Linked DNA regions of Arachis hypogaea: regions 2 and 3 are each linked to region 1. A link is a contact called in public Hi-C data. All regions are on one chromosome and are shown on one strand. The core of a region is the stretch at or near the end of the contact, and the rest is flanking DNA. Distances in the headings are between cores, read along the strand shown. Region 1 holds the start of LOC112750624. Region 2 holds the start of LOC112750626 (LRR receptor-like serine/threonine-protein kinase FEI 1). Region 3 holds the start of LOC114925359 ((+)-cis,cis-nepetalactol synthase NEPS3).

Evidence for each region. Hi-C and Micro-C count contacts between places; a contact is called where the count stands out from the background.
Region 2: a Hi-C map of leaf shows a contact between it and region 1, with 4 times the contacts expected there. The contact joins the promoter of LOC112750626 here to the promoter of LOC112750624 in region 1. A contact is called at or near these places in 2 of 8 Hi-C or Micro-C datasets (both in leaf).
Region 3: a Hi-C map of leaf shows a contact between it and region 1, with 3 times the contacts expected there. The contact joins the promoter of LOC114925359 here to the promoter of LOC112750624 in region 1. A contact is called at or near these places in 5 of 8 Hi-C or Micro-C datasets (leaf and an unstated tissue).

Annotation. Positions count from the first base shown.
Region 1 is chr15:127,165,853-127,169,093 of arahy.Tifrunner.gnm2.J5K5, reverse strand. LOC112750624 reads left to right here and starts at 1,625. Exons shown (of 2, transcript XM_025799422.2): 1 at 1,625-1,974; 2 at 2,180-2,973. The coding sequence starts at 1,813. The coding sequence ends at 2,623.
Region 2 is chr15:127,363,447-127,366,687 of arahy.Tifrunner.gnm2.J5K5, reverse strand. It overlaps LOC112750626 (LRR receptor-like serine/threonine-protein kinase FEI 1), which reads left to right and starts at 1,644. Exons shown (of 13, transcript XM_072216743.1): 1 at 1,644-1,998; 2 at 2,126-2,271; 3 at 2,389-2,460; 4 at 2,572-2,643; 5 at 2,743-2,814; 6 at 2,997-3,068; 7 at 3,147-3,218. The coding sequence starts at 2,159. LOC112750627 reads left to right here. Exons shown (of 2, transcript XM_025799427.3): 2 at 1-28.
Region 3 is chr15:127,309,827-127,313,067 of arahy.Tifrunner.gnm2.J5K5, reverse strand. LOC114925359 ((+)-cis,cis-nepetalactol synthase NEPS3) reads left to right here and starts at 1,643. Exons shown (of 1, transcript XM_029292963.1): 1 at 1,643-2,017. The coding sequence starts at 1,643. The coding sequence ends at 2,017. It overlaps LOC112750625 (a long non-coding RNA gene), which reads left to right. Exons shown (of 4, transcript XR_011872230.1): 4 at 1,231-1,602.

The DNA of each region.
Region 1 (3,241 bases), core at 376-2,875:
ATTCCAATGAAGCCCTTCCTTGAGATGCTCATAGGCACTAACAATGTTCTTCCAGGTAGCCGATGAAGAATTTCTACTGTTTCCGTTCATACCAGATTGATTCCTGAGATATTTATGCTTCAGAACCTGCACCCATAACTTCTCACTATTATTTAGACAATCACATACCAACTTTTCCAGAAGCGCCATGTTAGCACAGGAAGTATCCCTAATACCCAATCCTCCTGCCTTTTTAGGAGTTATGGCGACCTCCCACCTGACCAGAGGCAGCCCTTTTCCAGTCGCTTGGCCTTTCCACAAGAATTGTCTCATCAAGGAATCAATTTTATTACATGCATACTTCGGGAGAAGAGAAATTTGCATTTCATAAACTGGGATAGAGGCCATAACCGATTTAACAAGACAAAGCCTCCCTGCCTTATTCAGTAGGCGTCCTTTCCAACTGGAGAGCTTTCTCGAAATTTTTTCAATAATCTCCTGAGCCGTCTTCCTGGAAGCTCTGGCATGACCGATGTTAATTCCCAGGTATTTACCCAAATCATTGCAGAACCGGATGTTAGAGACCCCTGAGAGAACCTCTTTTCTCCTCTCCGACACCCTCTTGGAACACTGGGCCTTTGACTTATGAAGATTTACCTTTAAACCTGACGCTCTAGAAAACAAGTCCAAACAATGCATGACCTCTATTACTTGAGCTTTTGATGCCTTACAGAAAAGCAAAAGATCATCTGCAAACATCAAATGAGAGAGTCGTGGTCCATTCCTAGAAACCGCAACTGAGTTCCACAAACCTTGGAAAACTCTATGAGAGATAAAGCAGGTAAGCATTTCCATACAGAGTACAAATAGATAAGGAGACATAGGATCTCCTTGCCTCAACCCTCTCTTCGGATTGAAATTTTGGAGCCTGTTCCCATTCCACAAAACTGCCAACGAAGAGGAAGTCACACAATTCAATATAAGATTAATGGTAGCCTTTGGAAACCCAAACCGGACCAAAGTAGCTTCCAGAAAACGCCAGTCTACCCTGTCATAAGCTTTTTCCAAATCAATCTTGAATGTCATGGTCCCTTTTCGAGACTTGGTGTTCCTCATGAAGTGCATAATCTCTTGAGCAATAATAATATTCTCTGTGGTTCCTCTTCCTGGAATGAACCCTCCTTGCAAAGGACCAATGATCTCCGACAGAAAAGGTCTGAACCTGTTAACTAGAACCTTTGTGACAATTTTATAAATTACATTACATAAGCTAATAGGCCGAAACTCCCGTAAGGAAGAGGGAACTTCCACTTTAGGAATTAGAACAATAAGAGTATCGAAAATAGCCGCATTCAATGACTCACCCTCAAAGGCTCGCTTGACCAGTCTACACACATCGTTGCTAAGAGAGTCCCAGAACTCTTTATAGAAAACTGCTTGAAATCCATCTGACCCTAGAGCTTTAAATGAACTCATGGTCATCACAGCTCTTTTAACCTCTTCAGATTAATTGAACTCTCATTCGCTTAACCTAAAATTTAAAGGAATTTAATTTTAAGAGTAAAAATCCACAAACTAGTCGACTAGTTTGACCCATTTCAACTTTCCTTATGTCTTTATAAGCTTTTGATAGGTAGCCAAAGATAAAGCTATCTTCAATCTGATTGGTGGAAATGTAACAAGAAGATCGCGTTACGGAGAAACAAGGTTATTAGTATTTCATGGTGGTCCCACGTGGCAGTTTAGACACCAACAGCACTACAGCAGAGAACCCTTTTCTTCCTGCAACCCAAGCTCCCAAACCGAAACCGAAACCCCAAACCCATCTCATCCATGGCAGTTCCTGCCTCTTCTTCATCTCCTTCTCTTCGATCACTCCACAACAACCACACCACTTTCTCCTTCAGCTCCTTCCGCCGCAAACCTTCCCTTCTCACCGCCACCGCCACCGCCAGGAAACCCTTAACCATCCTCGCCATGGCTCCCAAAAAGAAGGTAAAGAATTACACAAACCCACAACTCACCTCTCACCACTCTGTTATATTTTCAATATCTAACATCTCTAACTGCCAATAACTAACTTCTCAACTGCATGACTAACTAATTTTTCTGCATCCGTGACTGTTAACCAACAAATCATAACACCTGTACGTCCCTACGTAACCGTCTAACTAACTTTTTAATCGTTTCATACTTGAAGGTGAACAAGTACGACGATAATTGGGAGAAGCAGTGGTTTGGGGCGGGGATCTTCTACGAGGGAAGCGAGGAAGTTGAAGTGGACGTGTTCAAGAAGTTGGAAAAGAGGAAGGTCCTCAGCAACGTCGAAAAGGCGGGGCTGCTCTCCAAGGCGGAGGAGCTCGGACTCACGCTCTCCTCCATCGAGAAGCTTGGCGTCTTCTCGAAAGCCGAGGAGCTTGGACTGCTCAGCCTGCTCGAGAACGCCGCCGGATTCTCTCCCTCCGCCCTCGCCTCCGCGGCGCTGCCAGCCGTCGTCGCAGCCATCGCGGCGATTGTTCTCATCCCTGATGACTCCGCTGCTCTTGTTGCAGTACAGGCGGTTGTCGCCGCCGTACTTGGAGTTGGCGCGGTTGGGTTGTTTGTTGGGTCTGTTGTGCTCGATGGGTTGCAAGAGGCTGATTGATTCTTAGTTCAAATGTACATTATATTGTTAGTTAGTTGATTTTGGGGGTAAAAGATGTGATTTGCCTTTTTTATCTCCCCCCCTCGGGTTGATGTGTTGATGGAAAACGAAAGGGACAATATTTGACTGCCTGTAAGAAGATACTTAGATACATCGATTGCACTGCATGTTGTGGACGGATATGATTGTCCTGGTTTGATTGTTCGATCTTAGATTGCCATATTCTTATACAAGGAAGGCTGTATGAACAAGTGATTTTGTGTTAAATCATAATCAAGTCCCACCTTGTGTGTACTTTACCCACAGAAGTTCGGAGATTTATAATTCTCAATATATGAGTTTTATTTTAATTTAAGAGCATTTAACTCCTTATTTAATTATTTAACTTTTTAATTTTAGAGAACTTTGATCCAAAGCTCTCTATCCACGGGCTTTTCCTCACAGTAATTGATTTTAAGATGTAAGAAATATAGGCTTAGAATATTCTAATGCAGTGATGAGCACAGTTAAAAGGCAGAGGACTCATAAAGATTCAAGATAAAGAGTTAGGGGCGGGTGTCTTGTTTTTGTGTAGGAGAGGTGCATTGATAATGTAGTTGGGTTGGGTAGATGTTATTG
Region 2 (3,241 bases), core at 395-2,894, 200 kb before region 1:
TCTGTTTATTGCTACGTTTTCAGTTTTATCATTATGGCTCTTTATGTTATCTATATTTGTATTAACATTTTCTAATTGTGGTATTAAGTCTGCATCTAGATATTAATGTTGAAACAAAAAACAGAGATAAAGAAGAGATAGATATTTTCTGTCTTCATTTTCATAAATTTACCATATTAACCGTCAATTAGGACTACGAAGTGTGTGCTGTAGTGTTACCTAATATATTACATTAATAAATTCTAATGCCGTTTGCAACGGAAGTGATGATAAAAGGTTTAATATGATTAATTTAAAATTTTTAAAAGGTTTAATATGATTAATTTAAAATTTTTAAAAGACGAATTTGATTAAAAAAATTTTGGGACACTAATTTGGAGAATAAATAATCTTGTCTATTTATTCATTTTTCTGTTTCTTTATAGATAACATTTTGTGTCTTCATTTCCTAATATTTAATGCTTGAAACTTGAAGGTACTTCTTTACCGAGGGAAATAATGTGCACAACTAATAATTTCTTTTTTTACATTGAATAACTTAAAAATTTGAGGTGTAAGAGTTTTACATAAACATATAATTATATAGATTTTAATTTTGATATATTGACGGTGTAATTTACATAGTTGTGTAATCACATCTATTATTTTAGATGATTATTTATATGGTTAATGTGAAAAGTAGTTATTTTTATTGATATGGCATGAAATTATTTTACACTGACTATATCAAAATTAAATTCAATTATATATTGTCATCTTAGTAAAATAATTACTTTTCAAATACATTATTGTTTATATAGTCATTTAATTGCATAAGTATAAGGGAACAATGTATATAGTAACAACACCAACAACAGATTAAAAAAAAAGTAAAATTAAAATTCAGATTCTTAAAATTAAAATTAAAATTCTTAATTAATTAATTATTATCTGAATATTGAACTTAAAAACGCAGCCTGTTATGTACGTTGTTCGCAACTTTAGTTGTTCTATTGAAGTTTATTATTTTTTTGGTGACTCTATTGAATTTTATTATGTGGCAGTGCAAAATATACCGTGCATCTATTTAACTTTAATTTTAAAACTTTTATATGTTCTAAAAATATTTGTCAGTTTTAAATCATCAGTTTATCACAATTGAAAATTGTTAGACCTCCTGTCCGAATTTCACTTCTTCTACCCATAGTGGGACTGAAACGCTGTGCTAGGCTACTCGGTACTGGCTTTAAGGTTTCATGAAGACATGAACAATGCATTCGCTGGTAGAATAAATAAATGATCTTTGTTAGTTATACAATCACTTTTGTAGATAATGTGAATAATTGACTCTAAAATTGTCCTAATAAAATTTAAAAACACTCTACACTAAATTACTTTCGAAACCTTAATATTAGAATAACTATTTGCACATGAATTGAACATTCAACTATTGTTAACTGTGCATGAGTAAATCGAATTAAAAGAAATAATAATCCAATTAAAAATAATGAACATAATCATCTGCGTACCTATTCAGTTGAACAATCAACATATCCATTATTTAGTATTCTCATTGTTTACCTGTATTTTTCTTAAATAAATAAATGAATAACAGAAAACGAAAAAAAGATCACTATAATTTAGTTTGCCTTGTTTCGAATAGTGGAGTAAAAAGCAAGCATTACCTTTCTCTCTCTTCATGCATGCTTCAAAAGTTCAAATCATTATTTCCGCTAAAGAACGTTCAATCATGGCACGTTGGCAAGCCCCTGAGGTCTACCCCATTCTCATCACACTACCAACCTATGGATTCATCATCATCCTCTCTGTTCACTTCACTCTTTCTCAGTGACTGCAGCCAGTGACTAAACTCCATTCTCCACCCACTTCACTTTGCAAAATCTGAACTAGAATCCATTTAGAATAAGCCGGAAATGGAAAGGGCTCTGGTAGCTTGGGTGATTTTGGTGATTTCCACCATTGTTTACTTCCATTCCTCTCTTGCTCTCTCACAAGATGGTAAAATCTATGGACCCCTTTATTTTACTTTTTGGTCTTTTGGCTAGATTTTTCACATTTCATTCTTGTTCTAAGTAACTTTAATTGATTGAGTTTTCAAACTTTTGATTTTTCATTGATCTTCTAGGTGTCACATTGTTGGAAATCAAAAGCAGTTTGAATGACACAAGGAATTTTCTCAGTAACTGGCAACATTCTAATATCAAGTCCTATTGTAGATGGACTGGTATCACCTGTTATCCCGAGAAAGAACAGCGAGTTCGCTCCATGTATGTAAGAAGCTCATATTCTTCATTCTCTTGTCTTTTCCGTTACTAGAGTATAGTTCATAGTTACTAGGTAGGCAATAATCTGGTACAGTAACGTGTATGTTTATCCTGTGTTCCTCAGAAATCTGCCTTACATGCAACTTGGTGGAATCATATCTCCCAGCATAGGCAAACTCAGTCGACTGCGGAGATTGTAAGTAGTTTTCCTCTTCCACTTGTTCACTACTTCAATTCTCAAAAATGGAGATTTAACATCTATGATTATACCCTCATTTTATTCAATTCTTGGTTTGTATCGAAACAGGGCACTTCATCAGAACGGTTTACATGATATTATTCCTAATGAGATTACCAATTGTACTGAGCTAAGAGCATTGTAAGTGAAATAGACAATAATAGTGCTTTGGCTTTTCATGATCATCCCTTTAATTTTCTTGCGTAAGGGCTGATACAGTTTATTTGGTTATAATGAAAGGTACTTGAGAGCCAATTATTTTCAAGGAAGAATCCCGCCAGATATTGGAAACCTATTGCATTTAAAAATATTGTAATACTTTCCTCTCTTTCAATTCTTCGCATTTTTTGTCGAAATCCTTTTTGCTTTGAATCATATCTGACTTTCTTATTGAACTATTAATATCAGGTTTCAGTTAAGTTGTTAAAATATATATTAGATAATGGCATTTTGATTCATTTTTTGGTTATAACTAATGGGAATTTTAAATACAGGGATTTATCAAGCAACTCATTAAAGGGTGCAATACCTTCTTCTATTGGACAGCTCACACATTTGCAACTTTTGTAAGTTCATTTTGCACTGTATAATGATATTGATAACCATAACATTCAAAATAATAAGCTTGATCCTGATTTTCTTAGGAACTTGTCGACGAATTTCTTTTCTGGTGAAATCCCTGACGAGGGAGTACTAGGAGCCTTTGGGAAAAACGTGTAAGTACTTCACACAGCAAAAA
Region 3 (3,241 bases), core at 394-2,893, 140 kb before region 1:
TGATATAACTTCAGCACACAGGACAAACCAATAGGGAGATAGAGGGTCTCCTTGTCTTGAGTCCTCTAGCAGGTTTGAAATTTCTACTAGGGATCCCATTTAGGAGGACCGAGGAGAAGTTGTTTTGGTAGAGATACATTTTCAAATGAGGTTTACCCATTTTTCAGAGAAACCCATAGAAATTAGGACCTCTTTTAGGAAGTCCTATTATATTCTATCATAAGCTTTTGCCATATCCAGCTTTATGCGCACATATTCTTTTTTATTTGTCTTAGGCTTCATTGTTTGACTTTTTCTTTCTTTCCCTTTTGATGCCAATATTTAGAGATCTCGTTTTCATTTTAGCTTAAACCAATTCTGAGCATTTTTTCTTTGGCTTGTAATGTGCTTGTTAGTCTTGATTAGAGATCAGCAATTGATGGCCCAAAAGCATGGTGAATCTTATTTTTGTTCATCCTTCCTATGGACTGAAGCCTTCATGTAGAATAGTTATGTGTGCTTCTTGTTTGGGTCTGGTTCACTAATTAAATTTGGAATTAGGTTCCTGAAGATTTTGACTTCAGACTAGTTAGTCCTTAAAGAAAAAAAAGTACCAATTTGATCTTACAGGATAGCAAACGGTAAACACATGATGTCTTTCTATCAATTCATCAACTAAAATTTAACGGTGATGCTTATATGTACTGTTAATTACTCTGAGGTGTCTATCTATGAAAGATAGTCATGTATATAACAACTTTTGTAGCGAAATTTCATTTATTTTGATAAAATTTGTGATAAATAATTAAATAGAGATCAATTGATAAAGGGTATATGAAAACTCAAGCTAATAAATGCTTCACTGTCTAAAATTGCATCGTTTTTCTGCTCATATGACAGTAATGAGACATGTACCACTGTAAATAATGAAATACATGGATAATTATATTTCGTTTCGCACTATTCATTGATAAAAGGACATACATATCCACCGTTTACTATCTTGGAGGACCTAATTAATACTTTTTTTTCTTTAAAGACTAATTAGTCTAAGGTCAACATCTTTGAGGATCTGATTATCACTTTATTCTTAAATTTGTTAGCACACATTTTGGCTTTCAACCCAATAATAAATGTTTGTCATCATATATCACTATATCAAAATCAATTCTAACTCAACAGAAGCATTATTGGGATCTACTGTTTCGTTGTTTTTTTTCCTAACATGATAATATTTTGTGTTTATGTCAGATTTTGGTCAATATTGGGACTACATTCAGGCGACTATGACTCAATGTTACAGACAGATGTGAGCACGATGGAATGGACTTGGCACTACACTCCTTCAAACCCTAGAGGAGCTCTTGGATTCGAGGAGAGAGGACTTCCAATTTAAATATAAAAGTTGTTTGCGATAAAGTTATAGTTATTTTAATTTTCTTAAGCTATAATGCTATAACAGTCAAGACACTCGAGTTTTTCTTGATCTCTATTTTGTCAATTTTGATATATAAAGAAAAGATAGAAGACAAAGATAGGTTAGGTAGTGACCAATAATTAATGGATGCATGTGAGAACATAAATATATAATAATAATAATAATTGCGACCTTCATCAATCTCTGCAGATAACGAGACTAGTCACCAAACCTATACATAAAAAAATGGAAAAAACATCAGCATCTCCCAGCGGTGGTAAAAAGTTAGCGGGAAAAGTGGCCATAGTCACAGGCGGCGCCAGCGGCATCGGGGAAGCGACTGTTTGTGTGTTTGCCGACGAGGGCGCCCTTATGGTGGTGGTTGCGGATGTCCAAGATGATCTTGGGAATCAGGTAGCTGCCTCCATTGGTACTCACAGGTGCACCTTCCTCCATTGCGATGTAACGGACGAAGATCAAGTGAAAAGCCTTGTCCAGCCAACTGTCTACAATCATGGACAACTGGATATCATGTTCAGCAACGCTGGAATCCTTAGTCCAGCCGAACATGTGAAATCTTATTTAGTTAAGAGTAAATCTAGGAAAATTATTATTAAATAGAAAAATAAATATTTAGCCGAATATGTCCAATATTTTTATTAATATCTAATCAGTATTTATTTAATAAGAAAGAAAAATAAATAATTTTAAATAATTAGATATAATTTTATATCATCAAAATTATTAATGATAGTTAATTGATAACTATAAATTACAAAATTTACTTTTTCATAACACTTTTTTTTATTAATGGTTTAGTTGATTTGATTTGGGTTGATGAAAGAGAAATAATATTTATATGATCGAAGAAAAAGGTTAAATAATTAACACTTTCTTTTGTCTTATTTTAATTAAGGTTATGACAATAAAGTTAATGAATCCGTAAAATTAGAAATTTAATAGTTTAATTGAAATTTAATCTGGAGTTAAATTTAGAGTTGAATTGGATATAATAAAATAATATATTTATATATAAAATATATATTTTTTAAATATTTTTTATATTTTATTATTTTAAATTAATTAACTATTAAAAAAAGAAATCAGTTCAATTAATTAATTGGTTGTTTTACTGTTTTTCAATTTTTTTAATTGATTCATTATTGACCAATCTTCGTTCTAAACTAAAATTCGGTAACTAATTTCTAATCTCGATCTGTTCTTAGAATACTAATTTTAAACCAATATTAATAATTTTGTTTAATAAACTACTATTTTTGATAATATTTTAAAATATTAACAAATTTAACCATGAAATAAATTAAACTAGTTTGATATTTATAGAAGACAGTTTTTATGTAATAAAAATATTTAAACGTTAATTTAATTCAGACGTAAATTTATTAATGTGTCAAGCTTTAATAAATAGAATGACTCTGTTTTGTCTTTTATGAATATAATACATCTACAAATTTAAAATAGGATCAAATTTCTTTAAAGTAAAAATATTGATCAATTAATAAAATAAGAGATTAATTCCATTTAAATTTAACATATATAACAAGGTACCGTTTTTGGTGTCCACATGCCGTCTATGATGCCCACAAATTATGATGGCTATGCTAGCTATGGATAAACAAATAATTAGATGCTGACACGGGGAGGAAAAGGCTATTGTTTGACTTACTTATCATTTTTAAAGTAGTTTACCTATTATCGTAATCTCATTAGTTTTAACAACATTAAATTATTTTTTTCTTTTTTGGTTAGAATTCATTTTTTTTTTATTTTTAACAAATAGTATCCCACATGTAAAAAAAAAAAAAAAAAAGAACATTTTAATAG